Linked DNA regions of Zea mays: region 2 is linked to region 1. The links are chromatin contacts, called in public Hi-C maps. All regions are on one chromosome and are shown on one strand. The core of a region is the stretch at or near the end of the contact, and the rest is flanking DNA. Distances in the headings are between cores, read along the strand shown.

Evidence for each region. Hi-C and Micro-C count contacts between places; a contact is called where the count stands out from the background.
Region 2: a contact with region 1 is called in a Hi-C map of leaf, with 6 times the contacts expected there. The contact joins the promoter of LOC100382426 here to the promoter of LOC100277472 in region 1. A contact is called at or near these places in 4 of 25 Hi-C or Micro-C datasets (ear, leaf, leaf mesophyll and 1 more).

What each region holds. Positions count from the first base shown.
Region 1 is chr5:79,865,908-79,873,837 of Zm-B73-REFERENCE-NAM-5.0, reverse strand. It overlaps LOC100277472, which reads left to right and starts at 4,876. Exons shown (of 6, transcript NM_001151021.2): 1 at 4,876-5,250; 2 at 6,412-6,465; 3 at 6,584-6,664; 4 at 7,364-7,433; 5 at 7,534-7,622; 6 at 7,724-7,930. The coding sequence starts at 5,086. The coding sequence ends at 7,858. LOC100273548 reads left to right here. Exons shown (of 22, transcript NM_001147966.1): 12 at 2,063-2,131; 13 at 2,465-2,518; 14 at 2,694-2,768; 15 at 2,953-3,045; 16 at 3,137-3,240; 17 at 3,335-3,383; 18 at 3,455-3,541; 19 at 3,632-3,737; 20 at 3,863-3,950; 21 at 4,044-4,137; 22 at 4,223-4,705. The coding sequence ends at 4,306.
Region 2 is chr5:80,078,818-80,086,747 of Zm-B73-REFERENCE-NAM-5.0, reverse strand. LOC100382426 (Cycloartenol synthase) reads left to right here and starts at 3,121. Exons shown (of 18, transcript NM_001175169.1): 1 at 3,121-3,460; 2 at 4,338-4,523; 3 at 4,862-4,951; 4 at 5,025-5,219; 5 at 5,311-5,395; 6 at 5,964-6,130; 7 at 6,690-6,878; 8 at 7,580-7,693; 9 at 7,837-7,930. The coding sequence starts at 3,269.

The DNA of each region.
Region 1 (7,930 bases), core at 3,627-6,126:
CGCTGCAGGTTACTCAGGCACGCTTGGCGCGAGGCGTGCGTCAAGTTCTCGTCCACTGGAGGGGCGAACCGGTCGAGTCTGCTTCCTGGGGAGACCTCGACGAATTCCGCAGCAAGTACCCAGACTTTCAGCTCGAGGACGAGCTGGGTCTCGAGGGGGGGAGAGATGTCATGTGCGGGCGCACATATAGGCGCCACCGTGACGCACGCCGCGCTGCAGAGCGCGCTAAACACGCACAGGAGAGGCCACAACCAGTGGATAGATTTAGAAATAAAGATAAGGCTAGAGAATAAGATTGAGATGAGAGAATTGTGGAGAGTTAGTTGGCAGCAGATAAGTCCAAGAAAATAGGAGTTAGTTGAGAGTTTATAGGAGAAATTGGTTAGCCATAGGTCTATTTATAAGCCACATGGCAGCAGGGAATAAAGGAAGCAAGATTATTATTTCCTAATCTCTCTCTCTCTCTAAACAAGCCGACGGCTGAGGGGAAAAATCTCACCGGCGACGACGGACCGTGGCTACGAACTCCGTAGTCAGGGGCCAGCTACCCTAGGTCGGGAGGTCCTTGACATCCACCATCGATGGAGAATGGTGATGGCTGATCCGTGTCTTCCCCTAGTGGCGTCGCCCATGGAGATGGTGATGGCTGCATCGACGACAGTGCCGTGGGCGCAGTGACTGCCCATGTGGATGTCGACAGTGTTGGGGCCGACGGTGTGACAAAATTGGCAGCAGAAGCCATGCGGTGTAGATCGAAACCCAAGCTCTCCGATACCAGATTGTTATGGTTGCTGATCGAAACCCAAGCTCTCCGATACTAGATTGTTAGAGGGCGACAACTAGGGTTAGGGGGCGCTAGGGAGGCCTGCCGGGGGCCTCCGCTCACAGTCGAGCAAGAGGAGGATTTCTCCCTTCTAACTCTTGACTACTTTATTTCTCATCCATTGATTACATAAATAGGCCGGCCTGCTGGCTGGCCGCCCCTATCTAGCTAGAGATCCTTATCTCCTTAAAACTCTCCTAAAAACTCTCAACAAACTACTAACTGATAACCTTCCTAGATAATCTCAACTAATCTCTTAGATAATCTCAACTAATCTTCTTATACTTTGACCTACGCTCCTTGCTGCCCCCCATTGGGCCCTGATAGGTTCTGACAATTTCCACCACGATTTCAAGCATCACTAATGATTTCAAGTCGGCTATTAGAGCGCGACTAGCTGGACGACTCGACTAGATTTGCTGGTCGTCCTGGTCGTCCGACTAATCGCTGATTAGGGCGATTAATCGTCCGACTAATGATACTTGATCGTCCGGCTAGGGTTTAGTTATTGGGCCTTTTTTGGCCCATTTATAGTAGGGTTCTTTAGAGTACCCTCTCCTCTCCTGTTCTAACCTAGCCGCCATACTCTCCAGGTGTTCTTTCACGCCGCCTCCTGCCGCCGCCTGGTTCCTCGCGCCGCCGTCGCCTCCTCACTGGTCGGTTGCCGGCCAGACCTCGACGCTGGCTACCCCTCCTCTGCCCTGAGCTGCCCCTCCTCTGCTCGTTTCCCTCTGCCGCCGCCCGCCTGTTGCCCCTCTTCCTCTGCCTGCTCCAGTTCCATAGCTCTAGTCCAGAACTCCAGGTCACCGGCGGGCGGCTGCTGCTCTAGATCACCGGCATCTCCAACACCAGTGACGAGGTAGCTCATCATCTCAAGGTTCCCCCTTCTCCTCCGCTGCCGGTTGCCCCTCCTCCCTCCTCTGTCGGTGCCAGTGCCGAACTAATGGCTGCTGCTGCTCTAATCCTAAGTGGTCGACTAATCGCCCTGGTCGTCGCCTAATCGCGACTGGTCGGTCCCAGGGTTCGACCAGGCGACTTGAAATCCTTGAGCATCACATTATATGTCTGTTCTTGAAATATTAGTTTACTTGAGCGAGCTGATGAACCTGGTTTGGCAAAAGAAAACAAATATTATAAGACCAGAATCTTATCCTTTCTTTTCCCTGTGACTTCATGTCTGCTCATTATTAAGTCCAACACCGGTGTTTGTTGATTATTTGTATTACATCATGTGGGCAGTATCGAAGAGCAGTTGCTAAGGCCTTGGTTGATAGGGTTGCAGATGATGCAGTCTCCACAACTAGGACGGTAAAGCCTTGAACTTTGATGTGTTTTTCCTCCTAAATTTGGTGCATGTAAACCATACTTCCAGTAAAAATTTAGGACAGCGAAAAGTTTAGGAGATGATGTAATGGTGTGGCTTTAAATAACATTAGGGGCTTTATTTTCTGCTGAGATAGAATAAATTCAAATGTTGTTTTTCCTGTATGTTTCTGGATCATGACCAGTTGAATGACTTTTTTCCCCGCCTTTCAATTTCCTGCATCCTGTAAATAAATCTACTTGTCTCATTGGGTTCATTCCATGCTTCTGTTTCTTTTCCTTGAGTCTAATTATCTATTCACTATTGAACAAATAAAGGTTCTGATGGTTGTGGGAGCAGGCCGAGGGCCTCTAGTACGAGCATCATTGCAGGTTAGCATCACTTCTCTTGAAGCTTATGAGCTTCAAAGAAAAAAAAAGGATATTGATTAATTAGCTGTCATAAGGATACAAGAGCAACACCCTCTTCGATAAACATAGTACAACTGTAACACAAGCGATTTTTTATTTCTCTCTCCAATTGAGCTAAATGATTTTGACATTGCAGGCTGCTGAAGAAACTGGTCGCAAGTTAAAAGTATATGCTGTTGAAAAAAATCCTAACGCTGTTATTACTCTTCATGTAAGTTATTGAGTAGCTGTTCTGTCTCTTATTTTATTCAGTCATGTCCATTAGGCTGGTACTAAACTAATAAAGTTCAACAATGCAATAATTGCTGATACAATCATTTTACTTGTATTGCTATCTACTGTTGCCTTGTATAACTGTTGAATTTTGATTTAATAAATTTTGGGTGCTGAAACAGAGTTTGATCAAATTGGAGGGTTGGGAAAGCCTGGTTACTGTAATTTCTAGTGACATGCGGTGTTGGGATGCCCCTGAAAAGGCAGATATTTTGGTACGGTGATATTTCTTTTTTTTGGAAATGGTCATGTTAAACCTTTCCAACCCGTTGATGTTAAAAACTCTTACATACCTACATGATTCAGGTAAGTGAATTGCTTGGGTCCTTTGGGGACAATGAACTATCTCCGGAGTGTCTGGATGGTGCTCAACGATTCTTGAAGCCTGATGGGATTTCCATTCCTTCATCGTACTGGACCTTTTCTTATACATATATTTTCTCAATTCCTGATGCCAAAAACATTTTAAATATCATTTGATTGTCTGCTTATGTTTCTTTGCAGATACACCAGCTTCATCCAACCAATAACAGCGTCAAAATTGCACGACGACGTAAGTGTCTACAAATCGCAGTTACAGCTCATGACATTTCTATAGAAACCTGAGTGCCTTAATTTCCGCAGATCAAAGCACACAAAGATATTGCACATTTTGAAACGGCATATGTTGTGAAACTACACCGCATAGCGACACTTGCACCTCCACAACAGGTGAGAGATCTGATATGCTGTGTGTGCTTCATCGGTTCTGATCAAATATATTTATGCCATGAAATTTGGTTATCACCTTTACTTGTGTAGGTTTTTACTTTCACCCATCCAAATTTCTCACCAAATGCCAGCAACCAAAGGTACACCAAGTTGCAATTTGAAATGCTGCCAGACATGGGTTCATGCCTTGTGCACGGTATGCAACCATACCCATTGTTTGGATTTTGTTATTCATATAAACTAGTACCATAGATAGATACAGAAGTTGGCCCTCACTAACGCTGGTACCCCCCCACCCCACCCCACCCATCATTTTGGCAGGATTTGCTGGCTATTTTGACTCTGTTCTTTATAAGGATGTTCATCTTGGAATCGAGCCAAACACCGCTACACCAAACATGTTCAGCTGGTACTGATATTTTGTTTACGAAAGCTGACAATACAATCTCTCAAATCTTGCCATCAGTCAATAGCTGTTATCTTCATGACGGAAAACTGTCAGGTTCCCGATCTTCTTCCCATTGAGAAAGCCCATCTACGTGCCCGAAGGGTCTCCTATAGAAGTGCACTTCTGGCGGTGCTGTGCCCCCACGAAGGTAAGCATATGTGATGACCTGTCCATTCCGGGACACTAGAATTTCTACCATATCATCCTCATCTTCCCCGTTGCTGCTGCTGCAGGTGTGGTACGAGTGGGCTGTGACTACGCCGACCCCGTCGCCGATCCACAACAGCAATGGCCGGTCCTATTGGGTTGGTCTATAATAAGGCATCAAGATCATCTTTGTGTTGTAACAGAGAGGAAAAATAACAGAGATGATATGGTTTAGTTCTATCTGAGTTGAGCAGTGTGCTTAGTGCTACTGGTTTCTGCCTGGAGAGCTGATCAAAGGATATATGTAGCGTGTTGTTATCTGATCTGAAAGGGAGTGCTTGACCCCCAACGTTGTTCTACTCGATTTTGCTAGCGTTTCAGTAGGATTTTTCTAGAATTGCAAACGTTATGCTTTCGTCAGATTCTGAAGCGTCTGCATCCTTTCCTTTTTCATCTATGTACTGTGGCTCTTGTGTGTGACTGGAAATTCGTTACCAGTTTGCTATGCTGGAACATGGAAAAGAAAAAAAAGAGATAATTATAATTGTTTCATTCAGGTAGCATTTTTTATCTTAGGGTTGGAAAAGAAACATTTTTGAAGTCTCACGATCGTTTTCGTTTTCCACGTGACTGAAGGACGCCCGTCTCCACGTAGCCTGGAAGGTTCACGAGGTTCATTGAGCCGTTGAGCGTGTAACTGCCGTGAAGGTTCCCGAAGCATCTGGAACACGTGGGCACGCCGCACGCCACTGGGCGTGTGCGCTGACCCTGACGGCACCAAAAGGAGAAAGAGGAAGCGAGCCCCCAGGAAAGCGGTCAGAATTGGAGTGCAAGCGACGCGTCGAGCCCCATCCCGTTCCCGCGCCTCGCCGAGAGATCTGCGCCGTCGTCGGCACCAATCCGTACACCCGTCAGTCCGTCCGTCGTCGGCGCCGGCGAACGAGTAGAGATGGAGGAGACGGCGGCAGCGGCACCGGCTGAGAAGGCGTCGTCGTACAGGTACTGGGTGCGGGAAGCCACCGGCGACGCCGCGCCGCTCCCCGTCCCGCGCAAGCTCGACCCCGCCGCCAATGGGAACGGGAACCCGCCGCCCCTCGGGTCCGTCTGGAATCAGGTGAGCCACGCTCCTCATCTCGTCTCATCCCATCATCTCCACCTTTCCGTCTATCCCTGTTGGATTGGAGAAGGAACCGTGTAAGTAGTTGACTAGTGGCATTGTAACAAGCTTGACGACTAAAAGGGTCACGAATTTGTGACGCCCCTTGTGTCCTCAGTGTTCGTCCGTGCGTGGAGTCTGATTGGGGAGCTGACGAATGCTAGATCTGGTCTGTATTTCAACTTCCTTTGCGATTATTATTAGTACGGCTAGCGGCAACCAAATATGATACCTTGGCACAAATGCAACTGTACAGTTTAGAGTCACCATTTGTTCGCAATTACCCCCATTTAATGCCTCATCAGCGAAAAAGCATTCCAATCGATGGAGCTTATTTTCCATGAATTTGTTGCTTGGTTGGCCGATTGCCGCAGGACTTATTGTTTCTTATTATGTTCCTGTGTTAATGTCCCGCTCCATCCTCTTCTTGTGGAACCCTGGGTGCATTCACCCTTGCTTTTGCAAGAAATGTTTCTTATCTTGGTTCAATGAGTGTTCCTGCTGCTTATTAAGATTCGATTCAGTCCACAAACAATCAGGCTGACTGCGTGCAGGCTGGGGAATATTATTATTTTTTATTCAAGACTAGATTCCCAAGCAAAAGTGTATAACCCTGACTACCCTGGAACTGGAAGCGAGAGATAGAAAAAGGACGATAGATAGGTGTATGAGTAGGGGAAATGCATGTGAAGGGTGTATATGTTTGCAACTCTGAACTAATGGGTAAAGTGTCTGATATGTTTAAACTAGTTGGTACGAGCTTTTTTATTCTAAATGATTTAACGCCACATGAATTCATTTTACCCCTACATTGGTTTATTTATGTTCGCGATGAGTGGTCTTATGACATTGCTCCTATCTTGTAATATGAATATATGATAAGTTAAGCTGTTGCTTCTCTGAAGTTGATAGGAAGAAATGACAGGAACAGCTTCGTATCGCCGGAGCCGTGACTAAATGTCTATGCTTAATTTTGCTCAAAACGCTGATCCATATGACCATATCATTTATTATGAATCTTGCAGCTTTGGACAGAATGAATCTTCCTGTACATGTCTTCAAATTTATGGATATTCTTCCTACTCTAAAATCTCCTGATGCTTTGTTGGCTCGTTGCAGGCTGGAACTTGGGAGGAAAAGAACCTCAACTCATGGGCTAATAGTAGGATAAAGGTGAATATTTTATTAACCAGTTGTTGGCAACAAATACTTGGCTTATGACACTCCTAGTACAATGGTGTTTCTGTTTGTAAAAAATTCTCTGACATTTGCTGGCTACTTTGTGCTACAGGATTTGCTGGGCTCTCTAGGTTCATTGAAGTTCCCTACAGGGAATGCATCCGTTGATGAAGTGTCCAAGTGCTCAGGCGATGTAAGTATATTTTTAACAAAACCATTCGATCCTATTATTCCATCATCAATTTGTGCTTGAAAGAAACAGTCTGATTATTCGTTTTGCTTCCTTGCCATTGTACACATGATGCGATTGATTTCTCTTGACATCAGCCTTATGTAATATGAAACTGTTTGTCTAACTCTAACCTGACAGCTGAATGACACGTACTACAGCATAACACAGTAGTCTCTAGATTGATCTATGTTTTGGGAACCTGTGCTGGATTTAAGTGTATAAATAAATATAATAATGATATTAGGCAGCAGGCAGTGTAAAACCAGTGAAGAATTCACATGCACTTCGCTTAGCTCGGTGTCCATTCCTCCACCTGGGCTACTCAAGAAGTTGTGCCCAGTGAAGAAAACTTGATTGCACCTGCCTCCTTGTTTGCTGCAACCTAGAAGTATATTGGTAAGGTTCTGTCAATAGTTGTGAGCATCGTCTGAAAAAGAACAATGCGACTAAACAAATGAACAAAATGTTTTGAACTGAAAATTCTTCAAGGCATGTTCGCACATAACAGCCGAGTAACTACAGTATTTGTGACACACTACCGTGGATGGAATCTGCTTGGGTGCCTTGCCTTGTGCAAGCCATTTGTTTCTTTGAAGTGTCTCTGTGGTTCTGTACTGTGACAATTTAACTTCTGAATATAAACCATTGGTTCCTTTGCAGGCCTTTCAGGTCACTGTCCGCAACAAGAAGAGAGTAGGATATAACTACGAACTAAGCTTGAGATTTAAAGGTAGACATCACCACACATCATGTCACTCACTCAAACACCGTCTCCTTAAAGCCCTTTTTATTGCTATTACTGCAGCGTAACTAACGGTAGCGCTTACCAGGTGAATGGTTAGTTAAAGAAGAAAACAAGAAGATCAAAGGACACTTAGACATTCCCGAGTTCTCGTTCGGTGAGATCGATGACCTGGAGGTAAAGCTGCCACACTATCATGTACCACCACTGTTTCCAACATAATGCTGGATGGCATAACATCCATGGCGAATTTTGTCATGTGCCACCACTGGTTTCAGGTGCAAGTAAGGTTCAGTGACGACAAGGGCCTCGCATCCGACGACAAGGCACGGATCTGCAAGGATCTCAAGTCCTTTATGGCCCCGATTCAGGAGAAAATGCGCGTGTTCGAAGAAGAGCTCAAGGGTAGATAGCGAGCATTAGCGAGAATCGGCAGTGCTAGGTGGGCGCTGCCGTGCCCGTGCTGGAATGATGAGTAAAACATG
Region 2 (7,930 bases), core at 1,872-4,371, 210 kb before region 1:
TTTCAGAGGATGGGGATTGGACTTTATAGGAGAGATTCATCCTTCGTCATCAAAAAGGCATTAGTTCGTATTAGTGGCCACCGGCTACTTTACCAAATGAATTAAAGCCGTTGCTCTGACACACATGGAGGTAACTGAGTTCATAACTGAGCATATTATTCATAGATTCGGCATTCCCCAGACTTTGACTACAGACTAGGGAGCTTCTTTTATGTCAAAGGAGGTACGTGAGTTTGCTGAATTATATAGAATTAAATTGCTCAATTCATCTCCGTACTATGCTTAGGCCAATGGGCAGGCCGAATCTAGTAATAGAACATTGATTAACCTGATAAAAAAGAAGATATATGATCATCCTAAGCATTGGCATAAGATTTTGTCTAAAGCTTTATGGGCTCATAGGATATCTAAACATCATGCTACTAAAGTATCTACGTTTGAGCTTGTCTATGGGCAGGAAGCAGTGTTGCCTGTAGAAATAAGTTTAAATGATGTTAGGTTCGTCAGGCAAAATGATCTAACTGTCGGTGATTATTATAATTCAATGATGGACAATATTGATGAAGTGGTCAACAAGAGAGTGACAGATTTAGGAGAAATACAAAAGGACAAGATCATTGTCGCTAAAGCGTACAACAAGAAGGTCAAGGCTAAATCATTCCAGGTAGGGGATCTGGTATGGAAGACCGTCTTGCCCCTAAGGGCAAAACCAGAAATTTGGGAAGTGGTCGCCAAGCTGGGAAGGCCCTTACAAGGTCATGCAGGTGGTGTCCGGTAACGCCTACTTGTTGCAAACATTACAAGGCAAAGACTTGCCCAAGGCGTTAAACGGGCAGTTCCTTAAGCAGTATCATCCTAATGTGTGGCAAGATGTTTAAGAAAACCGATATGATCACATCGAGTTAGTTGCTTTTGGTTCGCTCAGCTCCGCCAAAAGGCAGGGGCATATGTTGAGCACCAAAAAGGCCTGCCGGATGGTCCGCACTGATGGCGGACGGTCCGTGCGCGCAGAATTAGTTAGGGTTTCGAGTTTCTTGTGGGATTTGTTAGCGAGATCCGAGGATTTAGCTCAGAATACATATTGTAACGGGTCCATACCTCCCCTCTATATATACATAGAGGACTACGACCGATTAATCATCAACAATCGGATCAATACTCAGTTTATCTCTCGTTTTACTTTAGGCATTAGGAGTAGTTCTAGTTTAACCTCTCAATCCCTAAATTCTCTGCTTCTCTTCGGCTCTATGTCGATTAGAGGTGTCTAGGTCGGCCTGCTGACCCTAGACGAAGCCTAGGATCTCTCCTCCCCGACGGGGTAACTCCCGGGAGCGAGATTCAAGCGTTGCCGACGAACTCCGTCGCCCCTGCGCACGCGCGGACCGTCCGACCCGTCAGGCAGGGGACCAACCTCTGCGCTAGGTCACGAATCGTCCGGCCTCTGGCCACGGATCGTCCACGCCTCCACATAGAGCACCGCCGCCGGTTCTTAACGCCGTGATTAACGCCCGGATCGGCGCCAACAAGCATGTCAGTGCCCAACAAGATGTTCTTTCTTGATTGTTATTTGCAAGTTGATCTACATTGTTTTTGAACTCTAACAACATTCTCCTGCCTTGGGTGTTAATTGGAGTCGTTACGAAACTAAGTTGGTGAGGACACTGCTTCTCTGGTTCTCTTGTGACGAGGGATTGATAAAAGATGAGACGATCTTGGGTGTTTTTCAACTTTAGTTTAGGGTATGTTTGTTCCCTCCTACATTATATAAGTTGGATTATACTGAAAGAGTCTGAGGATAAATATCACTTTAGAACTACAAATAAGATGAAATAAACTTAAATAAGTGATATTTTACTCTACTGCCTTTTCACCATAATCCAACTGAAGTAAACAAATCAGGTCTTAATTAGGCGACCTGGGATTTTCGTATTACCCGACGAAAATCTACTCCCTCCATCTCAAATTAAGAATATAAATGGTATTCTAACTTCGTATCTTGCTCCTACGTTTTCTTTTTAAAAAACATACACAGCAATTTTTAGTCATTCAACTTTAAATCTAACTGAAATATGTAAAAAACAGTGTCATATTTATATGTCTAAATATAATATGTCATGTTTTTAAAAATATATAAAAATTTGCTCCGGGACACACATGCATGGCCGCATGTAGAGATGTAAATGGTATGGATATTATTCATCGGTATTTAATCCGATTATATCTCTAACCGCGTGGGGACAACACGATCACGAGCCACCCCTTGAAAACAACAAGGGGGCATTCGCACGGTCGCGCCTTAACGACTCTAAATTCATTTTACCTCTGTTTTTTGAACTTTGCACCGTTGCTTTTTTCTTTTTTGAAACGAAGCCCTCGCTTGCCCCTATTATGTTACAAGCACATAACAGTGTCAAGTCAGCATATAACTTTGCAGTTTGCACCAATGCCCCTCTTATTATGAGCTGTTTATAAATTTACCCCCACTTTGATATAAAAGTTTAGAGTATAAATATGACATAAATCCAACCATAAATTTAAAAATCAATTATTTCATATTCAAAATTTCAAATGATTTGAATTTAGTGAAAAATAAATTAAATTTAACATTATATTTTATCAAAAATTGAACAACATTTTAATTCTAATTTTGATAGCATTTTAGCTATAATTTGACACCATCTATTTCAAATGTTCTCAAATTGATGACAAATTATAGCTAAAATTTTGACGAATTATAATTAAAGTGTTGTTAAAATATAATGTTAAATTTAATTTTATTATCAAATTCAAAGTATTCAATTTTTTCAATTTAAAATAATTGTTTTCAAAATTATGATTGAATTTATGTCATACTTTATATTAGTTGAAGACATCTGAACACCCTAGCTAATAGTTAGATATTTTTAGTAAATTAGTTAATAGTTATCTAGCTATTGGTTAGCTAGTTAATTCCACTAGTAATTTTTTAACTAACGGACTATTAAACTATTAACTATAGTGAATTTAAACACCCGAGTGGTGAGCAGGGGTAAAAATGCAATTGTCCCGAACAACAACGACTACTGCTGCGAACTCCACTCAAATCCCAAATCAAATCAACTCCCCAGCCTGAACTGTCCTCCCTGGACTCCCCTCGCCATTCATCAACGCCCGCCACAGAGGGGGATCCCGGCCTCCCGGTGCCGGGAGCCAAGCCAAGCCACGCACCGGCCGGCCGCGGCGGATCGGAACCTTCCCCACCGCTCGCCCGCCGCATTTGAGGAGGGCGATGTGGCGCCTGCGGATCGCGGAGGGGGGCGGGGACCCCTGGCTACGCACGAAGAACGCCCACGTCGGCCGCCAGGTGTGGGAGTTCGACGCCGCCGCCGACCCCGACCCCGCCGTCGACGCCGCGCGCCGCGCCTTCGTCGCCACCAGGGGCCACCTCAAGCACAGCGCCGACCTCCTCATGCGCATCCAGGTGGGCCGCGCCTTCCTGCCGGTCGCTAGCCGCCCGTAATGCTCCTGCCTTGTGCCTTGTCCTGCCACCCCTTTCGCCCACGCGTCTGCCATTGCCCTCGCCCGCCCGCGTGCGTGTCGCCGTCTCGATTGGTCCGTCGGTGACGGATGGCGCGTTCTGCGCCCGGGCTGCGAACGACCGGCGGCGGCGGTAGTCTTACTTGCCACACATTCTCGTGGGCCCGACGACGATACGTTAATTCCCACTTGCCAATCCCTTTCAGTGAGGCCTAGTGCAGCGGTGAATATTCACCGAGACACCAAGTCACCTACATTGCCTCTCCTAGATGCGGAAAGACTTGGACCTCATTCTTGTAGTCTTGTATGGAGCCTCCCGCACGCACTGAATCTGTCCTTTTCCGATAACTAAATAAAAACTTGTGTTCATGAGACTCTTGTAGTCTTGTACAGTTTTGATGCGCGGCATGCGAGCTGGGATGGGCTGACTGGCTCTCGCAGGTTGCAGGCATGATCATCATCCTTCCTCTTGTCACGATTCCAGACTTCCTCCGTTTTCCCTCCATACAATACCGTAGGTAACTGTCGGCACGTTTTGCGATGTCTAGCTGCAGCTGTAGTATGTAAACTTGGCACGGCACATGGTTGTTGTCGGAGATAATACAGTAATTCCTTTTCACTGTCAGCGTGTTGCATTCTTCCACAGAAAAGAGAACATTTCACTGTCCGTGGAAATATTAGTACAAGCCACGAAATGGTTGAGAATCGGCACAGATTTTGGCAACTAATCTAGTCCAGTCCTGCGCCCAGTGCTTCTTTCTTGTGCAGTCTCTGTTTCTGTGAAACAATTTGAAATATCTGCTCCCGTTTACACACTGCAGTTCGCCAAAGAAAACTCGATTGAGCTTCACCTTCCAGGCATCAAGCTCGGTGAGCATGAAGATGTGACCGAGGAAGCTGTGTTGACTACATTGAAAAGGGCAATCAGCCGTTTCTCTACTCTCCAGGCACATGATGGACACTGGCCTGGGGATTATGGTGGTCCTATGTTCCTTATGCCAGGCTTGGTGCCTCTTTCAACTCTTCTTCTATAGTGATATGTTTAACTTGCTTACTTCACTTGGATATGCATTCCTACGACTAAATCTGTGCTCTGTGATTAATCTTGTGATATGTTTAAGACAAAATTGTGCTATCTTGCTTTCTTACATCTTATGCCTCATATTCTATATGAGCACAATGTTTTTTTTTTCTTGCATTCACTGTGAGTACCAATTTAGATGCCTCATGAAATAGGAACTAGCAAATTGTAGCAGGAATCTGATTTTTAGATTACATGGAAGACTTATGTTTCATGTTTCCTGGTTTACAAAACAGCTACTAATTGTGTGTACCCTTTGTCCAGATCATAACATTGTATGTGACTGGAGCACTAAACACTGTCTTGTCATTGGAACACCAGAAGGAGATCCGCCGGTATCTTTATAATCACCAGGCAAGGATCAAGTTCTAAATTTGTCAACCCTACAATGGCTGAAGGTGATCTGATTTTATCACTGCAACTGTAGAATGAAGATGGCGGCTGGGGCTTGCACATTGAGGGTCCAAGCACCATGTTCGGCTCAGCACTGACCTATGTTATTTTGAGATTGCTTGGAGAGGGACCAGATAGTGGAGATGGAGCCATGGAGAAAGGTCGAAACTGGATATTAGACCATGGTGGAGCAACATATATAACATCGTGGGGGAAGTTTTGGCTTTCGGTAGGGAATTGACTCTTATTTATTTGTTTATTAGCTGCTTCCCTTTTCTTGGATCTGCTTTAACCCCTTCTAATTACCTGGCTTATTAAAGGTACTAGGTGTATTTGAATGGTCTGGTAACAACCCGGTGCCACCAGAAGTATGGCTACTGCCATATCTCCTCCCATTTCACCCAGGTTCTGCTTTCTTTTTCTTGATGTACATAAAGCTAGTATATTATAGGTGTATATTACCAGTGTTAGCCTAAATGTTTAAACAGTTTAAACGGTCACCTACCATTTAGCTATGTATTCAGGCTAAATGGCTATTTAGATGGACTAGATGGTGATTAAACGGGATAAACGGCTGATTAAATGGACATGGTAAGCCATTGTGTAGCGTTTACACAGCGTGTACATGCGCTAAACGGCCGTGTACGCAACAATGTGTATATACATTCTATCACTCAGTGGTAAAGATTGCTAAGTTGTAAGTTGGTTCTAAAGGTTGTATATAGTACATGTTGAAGATTAAACAATATATATTCAGCCCTAACTGAATGTTCCAATCACCAATGGTATTAGTGTATCATAAAATTGTCATTTACGTATCATTCCTTTTTCTATTTTTAATGTGCTAATCGGCCAACAATCAATATACTTTGCATTACCATAGGTCCATAGTCTTTCAGTAGTGTGCTCTTGGTTTCTTTGTTGTTTCCTTTTTCTCATATGATACGCTTTTGTGGTTTACAATGTCTTGCAGGGAGGATGTGGTGTCATTGTCGAATGGTGTATTTGCCAATGTGCTACATTTATGGGAAGAGGTTTGTTGGCCGAATCACACCACTTCTGTTGGAATTAAGGAAGGAACTTTTCAAAGACCCTTACAGCAAGATTGATTGGGACAAGGCCCGCAACCTATGTGCCAAGGTTTGTTAACTTTTTTTGTATATAACGTTTCTTATGGGCATTGATACATTCATGCTATGGGCCAAATTGTGCACAACTTATTACATGAGGTGCCACGAAGTTATCTATTAGTCTTCAAGTTGATCTTGTTTTTGGCCAAGGCTGTCCTTAGTCCTTATTCAGAAATCCCACTGCCAAGAGAGTACGCTTAGTTACTGGCACAACCTTGTCGTGACTCTACTTAAAATATATAAACTGTCAAGAAGCTTAAAGAGATTTCTTTATCTGTATGATCATACTTAGAAACTCTTTTCTTCCTTTTATTTTGTTCGAGAAAGAACATGTAACTTACTGGTTACTACCACGATGGGCCCAATTGATCTTGGTCAGTACTTCTTTTGTAAGTATGTGTCTCAAAGTCCCTTTAACAGTCATTAACTGGCAAGTGATGCTGTTTGAAAAGATGCTTAGTTCTGAAAACTTAAAGGAACTTTCATGTTTATCTTTCTGCGGCTGTGAGGAGTTCAATTTGGATCCTGACTATTCTGTCTGAAGGAATTTCGATACATTTCTGCTGCAGGAAGATCTGTACTACCCACACCCATTCGTTCAAGATGTGTTGTGGGCCACTCTCCATAAATTCGTTGAACCAGTTATGATGCATTGGCCTGGCAGCAAATTGAGGGAGAAAGCTCTGGAAACAGTCATGCAACATGTTCATTATGAAGATGAGAACACTCGTTATATTTGCATTGGTCCTGTAAACAAGGTAAATTAAGGCCTATCATTGCTCGTTGAACCTTACAAAAGGAGGTGTGGTCTTATTTTATCCTATTCTTGCTGCAAGCATCTCAAGGCCATATGCTACTATGCTAGCAACTTCGATATAGCTTCCTTTAATTTTCAGCTTGTGCTGCCTTAGCTTAATATGACATTAACTCACTACTCTCCTGAATTGCCTGACTAAAATATTCTTACCGGTCCACAGATTTCTGTTAAATATTACAATAGCTGCCATGGGTTATGTGATGTGTCACTTCTTCTACCTTATTCAGTATGATTGTTATGTGATCTGTATCATGTATTCATGAAAAATGCATGCTAACTGTATCCAGTTATGCAATCCGCTGTCCTTTGAAACAACATAGGATTATGCCAAATAAGCATTACTTGAATGATATATTCAAATTATGGAAATGTTTTTCTCTTTCTGCTCCAACAATTTGTATTAACAAAAAATATCCTTCTGTCAGTGCCTTGATGTCTTTGTCTTTGATGGATTCCTCAGTCTTGACTCTTCAGTATAGTTTATTTTTGAGTCTCATTTGTCATTTTTGTTGACTTAAATCACTTTTGCTAATTTATGATGTCCAGTTTATGCTCATAGATTGTGAAACTTTTGTTATAAGTGTACAGTATATTTTATTTCTTAACGTTGTTCGACTGATTGTTGCAAGAAATTCTGTGCAGGTATTGAATATGCTTGCTTGCTGGATTGAAGATCCAAACTCGGAGGCCTTCAAACTTCATATCCCACGAGTCTATGATTACTTGTGGCTTGCTGAAGATGGCATGAAGATGCAGGTGATTATTGCTTGTTCTGTGGCCCATTTCCTTTTACTTAGTTAACTTCCTATTAGGCAGCTACTGCAGCAGCAAACCTGGCAACATGTAAGATTGGCAAATTGTTTTGGGGTCTTCAATGGAGCCAGCTCTTTCCACTGTAGGGTTATAATGGCAGCCAACTTTGGGATACAGCTTTCACAGTTCAAGCCATTGTGGCTACCAACCTTATTGAAGAGTTTGGTCCTACCCTTAAAC